2 separate regions of the Sus scrofa genome follow, and region 2 is linked to region 1. A link is a contact called in public promoter capture Hi-C data. All regions are on one chromosome and are shown on one strand. The core of a region is the stretch at or near the end of the contact, and the rest is flanking DNA. Distances in the headings are between cores, read along the strand shown. Region 1 holds the start of MRPL54 (39S ribosomal protein L54, mitochondrial). Region 2 holds the start of NCLN (nicalin).

Region 1 (7,197 bases), core at 2,940-5,439:
AACTGGGACCCAGAGAGGCAAAGCTAGTTCCCTGAGGCCACAAAGCCTGTAGGAGGTGGAGCTGTTTTCAAACTCATTGCCTGACTCCATCACCCCAGGCACCACACTGGACCCTGGCCAGACACTAACAGGGTACTCTCAGGTAGAAGCAGCTGACGCCAGGTGAATATTGTTTGCCCCTGCACCCCCCACTTACCAAAGTGTGGCTTATGTCCTCACTGACCACAGCCCCCATCATGTCTCCCAGCCCCACTGATGCTGGGTTGGGTCCCTGGTGTTCTAGCCAATGCAACTATGTCTCCCCAGGCCTCATGAAGGTACAGTGGTCACCCTTCCCAGGGCTGGGCTGGACTCCAGGACATGGAAGCTGTGGTGGGGGGTGGGGGACTGGCCCAGTGCCTACATGACAGGGAACCACCGTAGGGGATGGGGCAGCCTGGGACAGATGGGGGAGGGGGAGAGAGGGCAGCACCCCACTCGCTCCTGGCTCTATCCAGGAAGTGACCACAGGCTCTAGGAAACTCCAGGAATTTCACCTGATGCTCACACCCAGATCATCTGCTCACCTTCAATCTCAGATGGCACCTCTGAACCCAATGGCCCACATGCTGTTACACTGCAGCAGCCAGACCAGCCACACACCCAATCATTGATTCATCCATCCAGTCTATGACAAAGACATGGCAGTGAACAGAGAAAAACCCCCATCCTCGTGGAGCTGCCACTCCAGTGGAAGAGACAAGAACCATGATTTTTTTTTTTTTTGCCATTTCTTGGGCCGCTCCCGCGGCATATGAAGGTTCCCAGGCTAGGGGTCAAATCAGAGCTGTAGCCGCAGGCCTACGCCAGAGCCACAGCAACGCGGGATCCGAGCCACATCTGCAACCTACACCACAGCTCACGGCAACGTCAGATCCTTAACTCACTGAGCAAGGCCAGGGATCGAACTTGCAACCTCATGAAGAACCATGATTTTTAAAATAAATTTAAAAAACATGTAATGTCTGCTGGTGTTAAGTGCAAGGGAGAAAAATAAAACCAGCAAGCGCAATCAGGAGTGTGTGCAGGGTTACAATTTAATAGGGTAGTCAGGGGAGGCCTCACGGAGGTGACATCAGAGCAGAGACTTGGAAGTGAAAGAGGGAGCCCCAGGTACATCTGGGGAAAAGCAACCCAGGTAGAGGGCACAGCATGTCCAAGGGCCCTAGGGCAGCACATTGCCTTGTGTGTAGGAGGAAGTGAGGAGGCCTGTGGCTATACCAACTTTGGCTTTTTACCCTGAGAGCCCTGGGGAACCACGAGAGGGTTGGAACAATCAGCCTGCCCACAGCAGGCCACCAGGGATGGCAGGTGTGCGGTAATCCGCCTGGCAGAGTCCTCCTAAGAGGATGAGGGCTCTTATTTTCCTGGGACTAGACAGAATTAGCTGCAGGGACCCTGCTCTGCCCCAGCCCCCCAGGCAGTTACCCAGGTATCTCCAATCCAGGTATCTACCCAGGAGAGGGCATGGCTATAGCAGGGCCCTGGCACTGTGTGCACACACGGTGTACCCTCTAGCTACCTCCAATCTGGTGGACACCCGTGGGGGTGGATAGGAAGATGATCGGTGGGCCCAGGTTCCTCAGATCAAATGATGGTCCAATGAAAATAACCCTGTGACCTTGGTAGGAAGGAAAGAGAAGTCCTTTTCCTCTGTTAGGCTTGCTGAACTGGGTAGGGGGGTGTCAGCCAGGAGCCACACCTGCCCAAGGGAACTACTCACTGGAGTTGAAAGACTCCAGGAATGGAGAGAGCCACATAGCTGAGCACCTGGATCCAGCTGTGCCTGAAGTCAGAACCTACCCCTGGACATTTCAGTTCCTGAAGCTCACAGACTATTCTGCTCCAGATGACTTGGCTCAGGTGTGAGTCCACTGTAACCCAGAGAGGCTTAGCTAGAACCATCCACCCCCAACGTGAGGACAGGGGTTGGGGCCTCTTGGGCAATGCTAGGAATTCCAAGAATCAGGGTAAGAAGCCCAGTGAGGCATGGAAGTGAAGATGGACCTGTAGAAGCCAGACCAACCACTGGGAGTGGAGGCTGGGCCATGGAACCACAGAGTTTGAAGTATACCTCCCTCCCCACTGCCTGCCCCAAGTCCCTCCTGGCCCCAATGTGAGACATGACCCAGCACCATCCAGGGCCTGTCAACAATTGCCCCAAGAAGTCTTTACTGGTCCCCAGGACCTTAATTCGGCCTCACTGTGGGGACCACCCAGGAACCCCAGTGAGAGGAAGATCTCTGTTTTCAGAAAAGTCTGTCTTTTCCGGAAAATAAAAGGTTGTGGGGGCGGGAAGGTGGAGGTACTTCCCCTCCCTACACCTTCTGTCTCCTCAGGTCCTTGGAGGTCCCGGTGCTCTGGTTCCTCGCCTGCTAGAACTTTCGGTTCTTGCTCAGCCGGTTGTGGCGCCAAATGTTGTGTTTCCGCAGCAGCCGCCAGTATTCTCGGGTCTCGGGGTCCAGTTCCTCCAGCTTCTTGGGGGGGCCCACGTTCATCTCGAACAGCCTGACAGGGAGTGGGCGGTAGTTGGGGTTGCAGAGCAGCCCCTGCATGGCTTCCGCACTCCAGGCACTCTAGGCAGAGGCAGCAGCAGGACTGAGTCCCATGGTGGCTGCATGACCTCAGGACCGTCCCTCTCCACCCCTAGCCAGGTTCCTGGTTGTGGAACGAGAGGGTGCTCCTATCCCAATGGCCCTGGGATCTGAGGTGGACCAAGGCTTCTGCCTCCTAGCCATTGTCCCTGTGTCACTGCCTGCCTGTATGGCCTCCCCACTCACTCACTCAACCTCTCTAAACTTTCCCCAGCTTAAAGGATCAGCTCACGCCAAGGGCTTCGACATCCTGCCACCGCCCTCAGGGCCAAGAGCAAAATCCTCCCTGCAGCCCCACCCCCACCCCGGGTGCACACAGGCTGTGCTCCATCAAGTTCCTGTCCTGTCTCCCTCTACTCTCCACCTTGCCCCCTGCTCTCACTAACAGACCAGGTTCAGGTCTTTGCACTGACTGTTCCCATCCACCTCTGAAGCTCTGTTCACCCACTCAGGTCTTGACTCGTATCACCTTCCCAGGGAAGCCTTCTGGAAACCTCAGATTTGACTAGCCAGGCCCTCCTCACCCAGTCCCAGTCCACTTACCACTCTGGGTACTCAGAATCTGGCTTCAGAACGACATCCTGGCCCTCCTTGTAGATATTGACGCCCATGGCATGTGTGGTGAGACGGAAGGGGTCTGTACACACCTCTGGGTCCTTAAGAGCCTCACCGACCACAGCGCCTTTGCCGCCTTTGCCCCCCTTAATGACTGTGATAGGGTAGAATCATTTCAGCCCAACTTCACCCTCAAGAAGCCACCCCTTTCTGCCCTGGCTGGACCTTGTATGCTACATGCAAAACCATTTAAACTGGAACACGGCTACTGCATTAAATGGCACTAACATTCAAGTGACCAAGTCATCCCTTTCCAATTCCATTTTCATTCCTTATGTTTAGCTCATGGAGAAAGTCTCCGCCGGCTGCTTGGTGTTTTTAAACCCTCACAATTGCCAAGTCCCTCCTTTCGACAGAGGAAATCAGGCAAGGGTGTTTCCAGAGAAAATTTCTTTTCGTTTTAATACTTGGATGGGTCCCCATATGGCTCCAATCCTTGCCAAAGGTAACCGATTTGGAGGCAGAAACATGAGAGGTGGCCAACTTCATTACTTCCTCGGCCCCTCAGCCCCGCACCCTTCCAAGAAAACCCTTTCCCAGTAAGGCGACTTTGCTCCAGCTAGCACAGACCCCAGCCACAGCCTTAGGGGCTTCACGCTGGTGCCGGCGCACTGACTGCAATCGCGCCCAGGTACCTCGAACTGCGCCTGCACAGAGCTAAGCAGCGGCCTCTGAGCTTGCGTGCTGATTCTAGGACGCGCCTCCCCAACCCGCGCTTGCGCACTACCAACTTCCCAATGTTCCCACCACTGCCGTCTTGGTCTCTCGTAACCCAGCTCACCCGGTCTTTTGGCGTAATTTCGTACATGGAGTCGCCCAGAAACGGCGGCATCTGAGAGCTCCCAGGCCCGCCAGGCGGCCCAGCTACGGGCAGCCCCGAAAAGGCGTCTGGCCGCCATGACCTATGCCGACTGCCCGCACGTGCACGTTTCCGGAATACGTCAGCGACCGAAGGGTGCCTGGGAGTTGTAGGCTCCTAGCGATTTATGGGGAGCGTAGTATTTTGTCTTAGGGCAACATTTATTTTGACTGCTTTAAACTTTTATAGATATCCCTAGTTTACTGCAGGAGGGGACTTTCAAAGGATGTGGATTTTTTTAAAAACTTTTATTAAAATATAGTTGATTTACAATGTTGTGTTTTTTTCAGCTGTATAACAAAGGGATCGTTACACATGTATGTATACTTTGTTAGCTTCTTTTTCATTACAGGTTATTACAAGATATTGAATGTAGCTCCCTGTACTATACAGTAGGTTTTCCTTGATTCAAAGGATGTTTCCTTGACTTCTTGTCCTTTGGTTTCTTATCACTTCCCTTAAGTATCACACCTTATACATTCCTGATTCTATTCAATGAGCAATTACTGAAAACCTGAAGGTAATAAAAGCTGACATATATTAGACTCATTATGTCCCAACCCTATTGCTAAATCCATAATCAGCTCGATTTTGTTTAATTCTCATGATTAGGAGGTAGGTATGTATTTTATCATCCTCAGTTTACAATTAAGGAAGCCAGAAGCTCAGGGAGGTAACGTTAAGACAGGTGAGCCATTCTGCTAACCCTAACCCTCCCTACTGTGAGCTAAAGTCCGTCCACAGTATGGTCCCTGCCCTGCTTCCAGTGTCCCTGGAATTGAGAGAATCTCTTAACGCTAGTTTAGGATTTTCCAGTCTCATTTCTTTCTTTCTTCATTTTTTCCCCTGTCTTTTTAGGGGCCCCACCCATGGCACATGGACATTTCGAGGCTAGGAGTCAAATCGAGTGGTAGCTGCCAGTCTACACCACAGCAATACAGGATCTGAGCCACACCTGTGGCCTACACCACAGTTTAAAGCAACGCTGGATCCTTAACCCACTGAGTGAGGCCCAGAATGCCAGTCGGTCTGATTCGTTACCACTGAGCCACAATGGCAACTCCCAGTCTCATTTCTTCATCTTTTTCTTTCTTTTTTAGTGTCGGTGGCATGTGGAAGTTCCTGGGTCAGGGATCAAACCCGCACCACAGTGGTAACCAGAGCCACGAGCCACATCAGTGACAACTGCCAGATCTAGCTGAGCCACACTTTTGATTTTTGGCTCCAGCATGCGGAATCTCAGTTCTCAGACTATGGATTTGAACTTTGGCTGCAGCAGCGACAACGCTGAGTCCTAACCACTAGACCACTAGGGAACTCCCAAGCAGTGCTTTTTTTCTTTTCTTCTTCTTCTTTTTTTTTTTTTTTTTTTGTTTTCCTTTTTGCCATTTCTTGGGCCGCTCCCATGGCACATGGAGGTTCCCAGGCTAGGGGTCGAATCAGAGCTGCAGCCGCCGGCCTACGCTAGAGCCACAGCAACGTGGGATCCGAGCCACTTCTGTAACCTACACCACAGCTCACAGCAACGCCGGATCCTTAACCCACTGAGCAAGGCCAGGGATCGAACCCACAACCTCATGGTTCCTAGTCGGATTCGTTAACCACTGAGCCACGACGGGAACTCCATCTTTTCTTTTTTCTTTTTAGGGCACAAGCGGAATATGGAGGTTCCCATGCTAGGGGTCAAATCCGAGCTGTAGCGGCGGACCCTTAACCCTGCGATGGAACCCGCGTCCCCAATGTATGCTAGTCAGATTCGTTTCCGCTGAGCCAGGATGGGGACTCCACAATCAGCGTTCTTTTTAACCCCATATTGCAGTTGAGGAAAAAAGCCTCAGAGGCCAGCTCTTGGGTTTCACTCTGGGTAAATGGAAGTCTGGGATTCAAACTAGCGGCCCCAACATCTAGCGCCCCCTCGCGGAGGGTCAGAACTACATTTCCCAGCAAGCCCCGGGGACGTGCGCATGCCCAGTGATCCAGGAGGACTGCGCGGACAGATCTGCCGGCGCCCTGTCTGGGAATTGGCAAGCGGCGGCGCCTGGCAGGACTGGACCAACTCTGGCGCAGGGTCCTGGGGGCCTCGTGGGTTGAGACCACCTCGGTTTGGGACGTGAGTATCCTGGAGGGGCAGAGCGAGGTCTGGGGACAGCGCCTGAGGTCACAGGTCTGAAGTCTTGAGTCTGGGGTCTGAGCGAGAACAGGTACTTAGTTCTCCGCTTTAGAGTCAAGTTATGTCTTCAGGCTGGGTCTGAGGTCGAGGTCCGAGCCTGGGGTCAATCTTGAGCATGGCATTGGAGGTCTTGAGATGAAAGTCTGCTTTTTGGCGTATTGGAGCTCTAGTATTAAGTTTGAAGTTTGGGGTCTTGAATCCCGGGTCTCAGAGACCTCTACCTGTCTAGTCTGTATGGTAAGGGTGTGTCTCCAGTCTGGGGAGGAAGACTTGGAAGAACCAGGGCTGGGATGAACATCGTCCGTGGAAGGGGTGAGGTCTGGGGTAACAGGTACCTAAGAATCCCCTGGGGTTTGTAGTGAGAGGGATGGGGAACCTCTGCCTTAAAACTGCTCCTTCTGCCCTCAGTTTCCTTATCTGTAAAATGGGGATCATAGCAAAGCCTTCATTGGAGGGTATGGCGGGGATTACATTGTGTGTCCTGTATGAACAGCACCCAGCTAGCACCTAGTAACAGGTTGGTACCCAGGAAATCTCATCTTTGATTCTATTTTTCAGATGCTGGCTTGAGCCTGGGGTCCTGGCATGGAATTCCTAACAGCCTCCCAACCTCCTCCAGGATCTCCAGCCTCCCAACCTCCTCCAGGATCTCCAGCCATGGAGTTGGAGGAACCCAAGGATACACTTTTGCCCTCTCAGGATCTCTCCTCTGATTGCCAGTGGGACCCAGCGCCAGGAGGCCATAGCAGCCTGAGTCAAATGGAACTTGATGGGCTAAATATTCAGGACCTGGTACAACAGTTTGAAGCTCTGCCAGGTGATCTGGTGGGCCTGTCCCCAGATGGAGCCCCATGTCCCCTGCACATTGCCACTGGCCATGGTCTGGCCTCACAGGACATCACCGATGCCCATGGGCTCTT
Region 2 (7,110 bases), core at 3,568-6,067, 460 kb after region 1:
GTTAAGAATCCCATGTTGCTGTAAGCTGTGGTGTAGGTCACAGATGCAGCTGGGATCCCACACCGCTGTGGCTGTGGCTGTGGCTTGGCTGGCAGCTGCAGCTCAGATAGGGCCCCTAGTCTGGGAACTTCCATATGCTGCAGGTCTGGACCTAAAAAAGCAAAAGACATTGTCTCTGCCCACCCAGCCACCCTGTGAGGATGTGTAGTCTGCCTGCTGGGCTCTCCCCACATGCCCTTGTGGCCCCACCACAGCTGAGGGGGGCTTAGTGTCCTCACCCCACCGGAAGAGGCTGCCAGTGTCCCCCCAGCCACCCGCCCACAAGGCAGAGGCAAGAACATCAGCAGGAGCACTGGATTGGATCCTGGACGGTCCTGCTTCCCCATCACTTCCACTGGGTCCCTCCAAACTCCTTGGACACAGAACCCCAGGCCCAGCCCAGGTTGGTGGGAGACCACCAGCGCTGATTCCAGGGTCCAGTCACCAGCACAGGGAGCCCCCAGGCTACAGGACTGCCCTCCACAGTCCTCAAAGCCCTGAGGAAAACCCAAACCCTGCCCTGGCTGACCCGAGCCGGTGGCCCTGGTCCTGCCCTCTCAGCTCAGTTGTGGTCCTCTCCTGGCCAGGCACCCCCCACCTCCACGGCTCTAACATCACCCTGTCCAAGTCTGTGGGGGCCTGAGCACCACTCAGAGGGTGTAGTTGCTATCTACTCCCCTAAATAGCCTGGGGCTTCAGGGGGCAAGCGTCTCATTCACTGAAGCTTACACCCAGCATCGCTTGGCAACTCCTGGCCCAAGTGACAAAGACACACAGCGAGCCCAAAACATCTCGTGTGTGCAGGCTGACCCAGGATGCACAAAGCAAGGAAACAAACCCTATCATACATGAAGCCTGCATGTAGTCCTTTGGATCTCCAGTCTGAGACCACACAGGGGGTGTCAAAATAACAATGCAGGAATCCCTGCTGTGGTGCAAGGGGACTGGCTATGTCTCTGCAGCACCAGGTCGCAGGTTTGATCCCCTGCCCAGCCCAGTAGGTTAAAGGATCTGGCGTTGCCACAGCTTTCAGTGTAGACTGCAACTGTGGCTCAGATCTGATCCCTGGCTGGGAAACTCATACGCCCCAGGGCGGCCAAAAAACAAAAAAGAACAATGCAGAGGAATTTTCTTATGGCTTAATGGGTTAAGGATTTGGTGTTGTCACCGTGGTGGTTCTGGTTTTAGCTGTGGTGAGGATTTGATCCCTGGCCTGGGAACTTCCTGTGTGTGAGGCCAATAAAATAAAATAAAAATAGAATAACAATGCAGAGAAACGGGTCTGTTTCCCCACAGGAGTCAGAGTGTGCTGCTCGGAGGTCGAGGCAGCAGGGCAAGGTGACACCCAAGTCCTCAGGGATACACCAGGCCAGGCTCAGGGCCAGGAGTGAGGTCTCCACCTCTGCTTTCCAGGAATGCACCATGGGGGTAAAGGCAGCTTCCTACAGCTCATCCTGAGGGCTGTTCCCAGGGAGAAATGCAAAAATGACAGTGTCCCAGGTGGGAATGGGGAGGGCTGTCTCAGGGCCTTGGGCCTATGACCTAGGAGTGAAGCTGGGCCGTGGGCCTCAGGCTGGTGGCTCCATGCCTCTCCCCACCCCTTCTGGGCCTTTCCTCAGCTCTAGGGCCACCTTCAGAGCTGGAGGATGGCAAAGACCTTCAAGAGCCCTTGAAGCTTTGGGAATGCTGGGCAGCCCCTCCCCCGTGCCCCACCTGTCCCAGCCGCAGACTCCCAGGGGAGGTTCAGATGTCACCTCAGGGTGGGGACACAGAGGGCTGCCTGGGAAGCCTACTGTGACCCACTTTCTGCAGGGAAAGTAGAAGGAGGGAAGAGGTGAGAGCAGAGCCAGGTGGATGCCAACTCCCCAACTGTCCCCAGAGTGTGAGCACCCCGAGAACAGAAACAGTCTTTGCTGGGGTGAGGCTGGAGTCAGCATAGCCTCGGTCACCCTCGTGTCTGGGTGGGCACTGGACACCTGGACAGAAGTTACCAATTTCCACAACAGGATCAGACCTGAGCGGGGTTTGCAAACTTTTCTATCTATGGCCTAGTGCCAGTCTTCTCTCCTTGTGGGTGGCACTTGTCCTTTGCTGCAGGAAGCCACCAACTGGTGGGTATAGCCACATGCTGATAAAACTTTATTTACAACACGGGGCAGAGAGCCCAGCCCCAGTGAGGCAGTCCTACAAGCCTGCCCAGGTGGTTGGTTACATCCCCACCTCCCAGGACCTGTTTCAATGTGGACCAAGTGAGATGGGCACAAGCAGGCCACCCTAGCAGGGCCAGAGTCCGGGGCAGGGGGGGGGGGATGAGGTCACACCCCAGGGCCCAGCTCACACCCCAGCTCAAAGAGCACACGCCTCTCCTTCCCAGCAGCCCGCCCGCCTGTTTCTCAACAGGAGCGAACAGGAAATTGGGAAAGGAGGCCCAGCAAGGGTTGCACCAGGAGGCGGGGCGGGGAGCAAGGGTGTGCGCGGTGACACTGGGGACTCTGCAATCAGCAATGACCCAGCAGGTCAACTCTCAAAGCTTCCACCACCGGCAGAGCCAGGGGCTCCCTCTGTCCCCAGCATATCCCCAGCTTCTCAGCAGGAGAGGCAGAACAGGGGAGGGAGGAGGGCAGGGAGAAAGCAGAGAGGGTTCTCAAGGAGGACACTAGTCTGAAGTACCCATCTGCAGAGGGGAGAGTGGGCCACCCAGCAGGCAGGCCAGATTGATGAGGTGAGGGAACGGCGGGCAACTCCTCCTGGAGAGTTCCAGGATCTGGACCTGCTGGATTTCAGGATTGTCCAGACCAGGACAGCAGCTCATTACAATTAAATAACGCTGAAGATCCCTTTCCTCCGTTGCATGAACTACATCTTCAGTGGCCACCTGCGACAGCACTGCCGTGACAGCACTGTCTCCTCAGGAGGATGCCAACAATGCATACAGACGGACCACACGTTAGGGCTCCTGGCTTTCTAACCCACTGGTTAGGAGCCTGGGGCCTCGGGTCTAGAGCCATCACTGTAAGCCCCCTCTTGGCACTGCTGACATTCCAGCCCAGACCATTCTGTGGGGGAGCCATCCTGGGCACTGTGTGGGGTGGAGCACCCTTCCTGGCCCCATCCACTCAATGCCAGAGGCCCCCCTCCATGACAACAACAGTCATCACTCAGTGACCCGTAGGTTGACAATCATTGCACTAAACAGAAATGACATAACTCTGGGACAGGGAAGGATCTGAGAGAAAGTCCCAAGAAACCGGGGCCCCTCAAGGGCCCGGCAGTGGCAGGGGGTCCAGGCTGGGCCTAAGGTCCCAATTGCAGGGGCAAGTCCAATAGAACCAGGGCTCAGAGATGAACCAGGACCAGGAGGAATGGGGAGGGGGTTTCCTCATAGGGAGGGCAGGCGTTAACTTGTGGGGACCTAAGACACCAGGCCGGAAGGTTCTGGAACACCAGATACAGCAAAGCTGGGAAAAGAGAGGGGAATTTAAAATGAGCTGGGCAACGAGGTCTGAGAGATGAGGGAACAGGGCTGGGGAGTAGGATCTAGGCCTCTGCGTCTGAAATCCTGGGAAGGAGCGGGAGTGTCCCAGGAAGCCGACAGATGGGTATGCACCAAAGGAGAGAACAAAATATGGGGTCTAGGAGATTTCAGGAGCCCAAACACAAGGGACTGAAAGGGGGTGGGGGCGGAGGGATTAGCTAAGCCCTTCTGAGGAACCTGACACATAAGCTGCGACCAGGAAGCAGAGCCTAGGAGAGAGAGACCTGGACACCGGGCCACGCTGAGGTTGGCGATCAGAGCTCTTGAGCCCTAAGGGGGGCAGAATGTGGGCACTGGACAAAGAGCACCAGGGTGCTCTGGGCTATGGATGGTTGGGAAGCTCAGCCTGGCAGAACCGAGCTGAGAGGCTCCAGTCCAAGTCAAGTAGGTCAAAGGTTGGAGCTCTGGTCCACGTGGGAATCAGAGAGAGAGGGGACCCAGGAGTCCAAACGCAGGAGGAGCCTGGCCTGAGAGTAAGAGCTCTGACTTCTGGAGCATATAGCCCTTGTCGGGGCCGGGGAGCTGGGAGTGCCAGTGCAGCAGGTTCCTGGGGCATTAGGCAGAGAGAGCTGGGGGCCTAGCGTGGATCTAGGTGTTCAGGCTCTGACTTGCCAGGGGTCTTGGGTAAGAGTCTAGAGACCAAGTGAGGTCTGCGCTTGGACTCCTGCTAGACAGGTGGGAGAGACGGGTCCTAGGGCCCGAAGAGCAGAGACCAAACCAAGGGAGAGAGGTATCCCGGCTGGAGTAGGCCAGGGCCCCAGTAAAGGGGGAGTCTGAGTGGGAAAGCAGGTTGGGGTAGGCAAAGCCGGGGTAGGCCAGGGGCCCAGGAGGAGAGCCGGACTCCGTGGGGAGATGAGGGGCCCGGGTCCACGTACCATAGGGCTGTCCCTGCAGGTCGTACTGCTGCATGCGGTACACGGTAAACTCGTGCGCCGCGTCGGCGGCTGGCAGCGGCGGCGCCACGAGCAGCAGCACGGCGGGCAGGAAAACGATGAAGCCAAGTGGCAGGCACGACGCCTTCAGCATGTTCTCCAGCACCTCGCCCGCTTCCTCCAACATCCTGGCCGGCGGCGGGGCCGCGCGGGGCGGCGGCGGGGACGGGACGGCGACAGCGGCGACTCCCGCGGACTCACCTCGGCATGGGTAGGCGCCGGGGTCCTGCGGGCGCCGTGCCGGGCAGCCTGCATCCGCTTCGGGGTCCTGAGGGCACCGCTGAGGGCTACATGCCCGCCGCCCTGCCGACTGGAAGTTGTAGTTCTCCAGGCGCGCGCGGAGGCATCTGGGAATCGTAGGCCCATTCCGTTACTTCCAGATGGCGAAGGGTGAAGGGGACCGTTTGGCTAAAGTTTCACATAAACTCCAAGCCAGAAGCTACAGAGACTTTAAAAATGCTATTAGCAGTGGAACTTACTGAAATTCTGCTTTACTTTGGGAAAAGAGGAGGGAAGGGGGTGTGTTGCAGGATGTGACCTCGCGACCCGGAAGTAAGTTTGGAAGCAATTGGGGACGGGGGGCGGGGGGGAGTGGAACGTGATACTCTAGGTCTCCTGGGAATTGTAGTCTAATTGAGCAAGCGCAAGGGGTCATGGGAGCTGGAGTCTTTTAGACAGAAGTTGGAGAAAAATCACTTAAAATTCCCAAAGAATATAGATGTTAAACTACATAAGGACAAAGAATTTTGTCTGCTTTGTGCACTGATTTATACCTCATAACGTAACACAGGGTCTAGCACACAGTGGATGGTTTATATAATTTTTGGATAAATGAATGAAATAGAATAAAGAAATCCTGATAGAAGGTTCCTAAGGGATGTCGCAATGGATTGTGGGACTTGTAGTCAGGAGCCAGGCGTTGTGCCAAGATTGGAGAGATAATTATTTTGTGCTTATGCTTATTTATATTGGGGACATTCTCATATTAAAAAAAAAAAAAAGTTTAGTGTTAGAAATTCAAATTTCACTGGGTGTCTCAGATTTGTATTTTCTTATCTGGGCACCCTAAGAATCCAATTGTCTCAGGGTCCCTGGAGGCGTTGAAGAGCATTAGTAATTCACACCCTCTTGTACAGATGGGAAGACCGAGGCCACAGGGTGCAGAGCACACTGGCCCTAGCCCCCAGACTCTGATACTGTTGCCAAAGGAATTGGGCCCTCCCTCCTACCCAAGGGAGAAGTGGCAGTTATGCTGATTAATAGCATGGGTTCAAGTCCCAGCTCATCCACTTCCCAGGCTGTGTGACCTTGGGCATGTTGCTTCACCTCTCTGACCCTCTTTTTCCTCAGCTGCCAAATATGATCATCAAACACTCTTCTTGGGCTCCCCAGGGGTGTGTAAAGATTCAATAAGATAATCCACGTGAACCGACTTGGAAAAAGCAAGGCAGACGTGAAATGCTCAATAAGTGTTGGTATTAGGAGAAAGCACCAAGCTTGTGCAGCCTCAGAGCTGCTGCATCTGCTATCCCTGCGAAACACTCACGCCCCTCCCCCACCCCACCTTTCTGCATGGCTAGCTCCTTACTGAAATGATGGGCATCTCTTAGTTTGAGGCTTGTCAACCCTACCAAACTGTGACCGTTATGTGGGCAGGCACCAGGTTATTTTTCGCTGGAACTCCAGTGTCCAGAACAGAGCCTGACACACAGTGGTTGCGTGAGTGAATGAAAGAGTCATGAACACCCCAACACACCAGCCCAGCCCTCCCAGCTATGTCCCCTGCTTCTGGCCATCCCGAGGCCTCTCCAGGGAGGTCCTAGGCACCAGGAGTAATGAGCGGCCCGGTAGGGCTGGGAAAGGGATGAGAACTCATTCTGGCCCACATAATCCTCAGCAGCAAATGTTTATTACCTGCTTCTCCATCCAACCCTATTCTTCCACTCCAGGCTATGAACAGGCAAGACATGCACATGCGTCTCTCACACACACGCACACACACACTCACCCAGAATTAGAGAAAGAAAACAGCCTGAACTTGGCTCAGATAGCAGGAATTCGACTCGAGAGCTGTTCATGCTGCCTCCTCTCCTGACCCTTGGTTTTTTCTGTCTGTAAAATAAGATTCAATTAATCCTGCTTTGTGGATATGAAACCTAGGACAGCCCAAAGGATGAAATGGAACATTTGTTCTGAGTTTTCCAAAGAGGGAAGGAACTGGTATTTATTCATTCATTCATTCATCAAAGAGGCAGTAACAAGCAGGGATCAAGAAGTCACCTGCCTGGGTTTGACTCCCATCTCTGCCTCTTCCCAGCTGTGTGACTTTGTGTAAGTTATCTAACCTCTCTGGGCATTGGTTTCACCATCTGCAAACTGAAGTTAATGATGATGTCTGCCTCCTGGAGGTTTTGCAAGAATTAAATGAGTTAATACAAAAGTGACAAGAATATTGTTGAGTGATATATAAGGCTTTGTTGTTATTTGTCATTTAAAAACATACACATAATAGTTTGAGGGCCTTTATACTCCTTGCTTATCAATATCCCTGGACGGCAGGGGATATCAATATCCTCATTTTACAGATGAGGAAACTGAAGCCTG

Evidence for each region. Promoter capture Hi-C pulls out the DNA fragments that hold promoters and counts their contacts.
Region 2: a contact with region 1 is called in a promoter capture Hi-C map of liver, with 2.8 times the contacts expected there. The contact joins the promoter of NCLN here to the promoter of MRPL54 in region 1. A contact is called at or near these places in 2 of 5 promoter capture datasets (fetal skeletal muscle and liver) and 1 of 2 datasets of contacts at active chromatin or transcription factors (alveolar macrophages).

The regions. Positions count from the first base shown.
Region 1 is chr2:74,924,007-74,931,203 of Sscrofa11.1, forward strand. MRPL54 (39S ribosomal protein L54, mitochondrial) reads right to left here and starts at 4,190. Exons shown (of 3, transcript XM_003123056.5): 1 at 4,030-4,190; 2 at 3,177-3,342; 3 at 1,058-2,547. The coding sequence starts at 4,147. The coding sequence ends at 2,415. It overlaps RAX2 (retina and anterior neural fold homeobox protein 2), which reads left to right. Exons shown (of 3, transcript XM_005661348.3): 3 at 1-828. It overlaps APBA3 (amyloid beta A4 precursor protein-binding family A member 3), which reads left to right and starts at 6,071. Exons shown (of 14, transcript XR_002341692.1): 1 at 6,071-6,217; 2 at 6,836-7,197.
Region 2 is chr2:75,385,784-75,392,893 of Sscrofa11.1, forward strand. It overlaps NCLN (nicalin), which reads right to left and starts at 4,818. Exons shown (of 14, transcript XM_021084134.1): 1 at 4,450-4,818. The coding sequence starts at 4,633.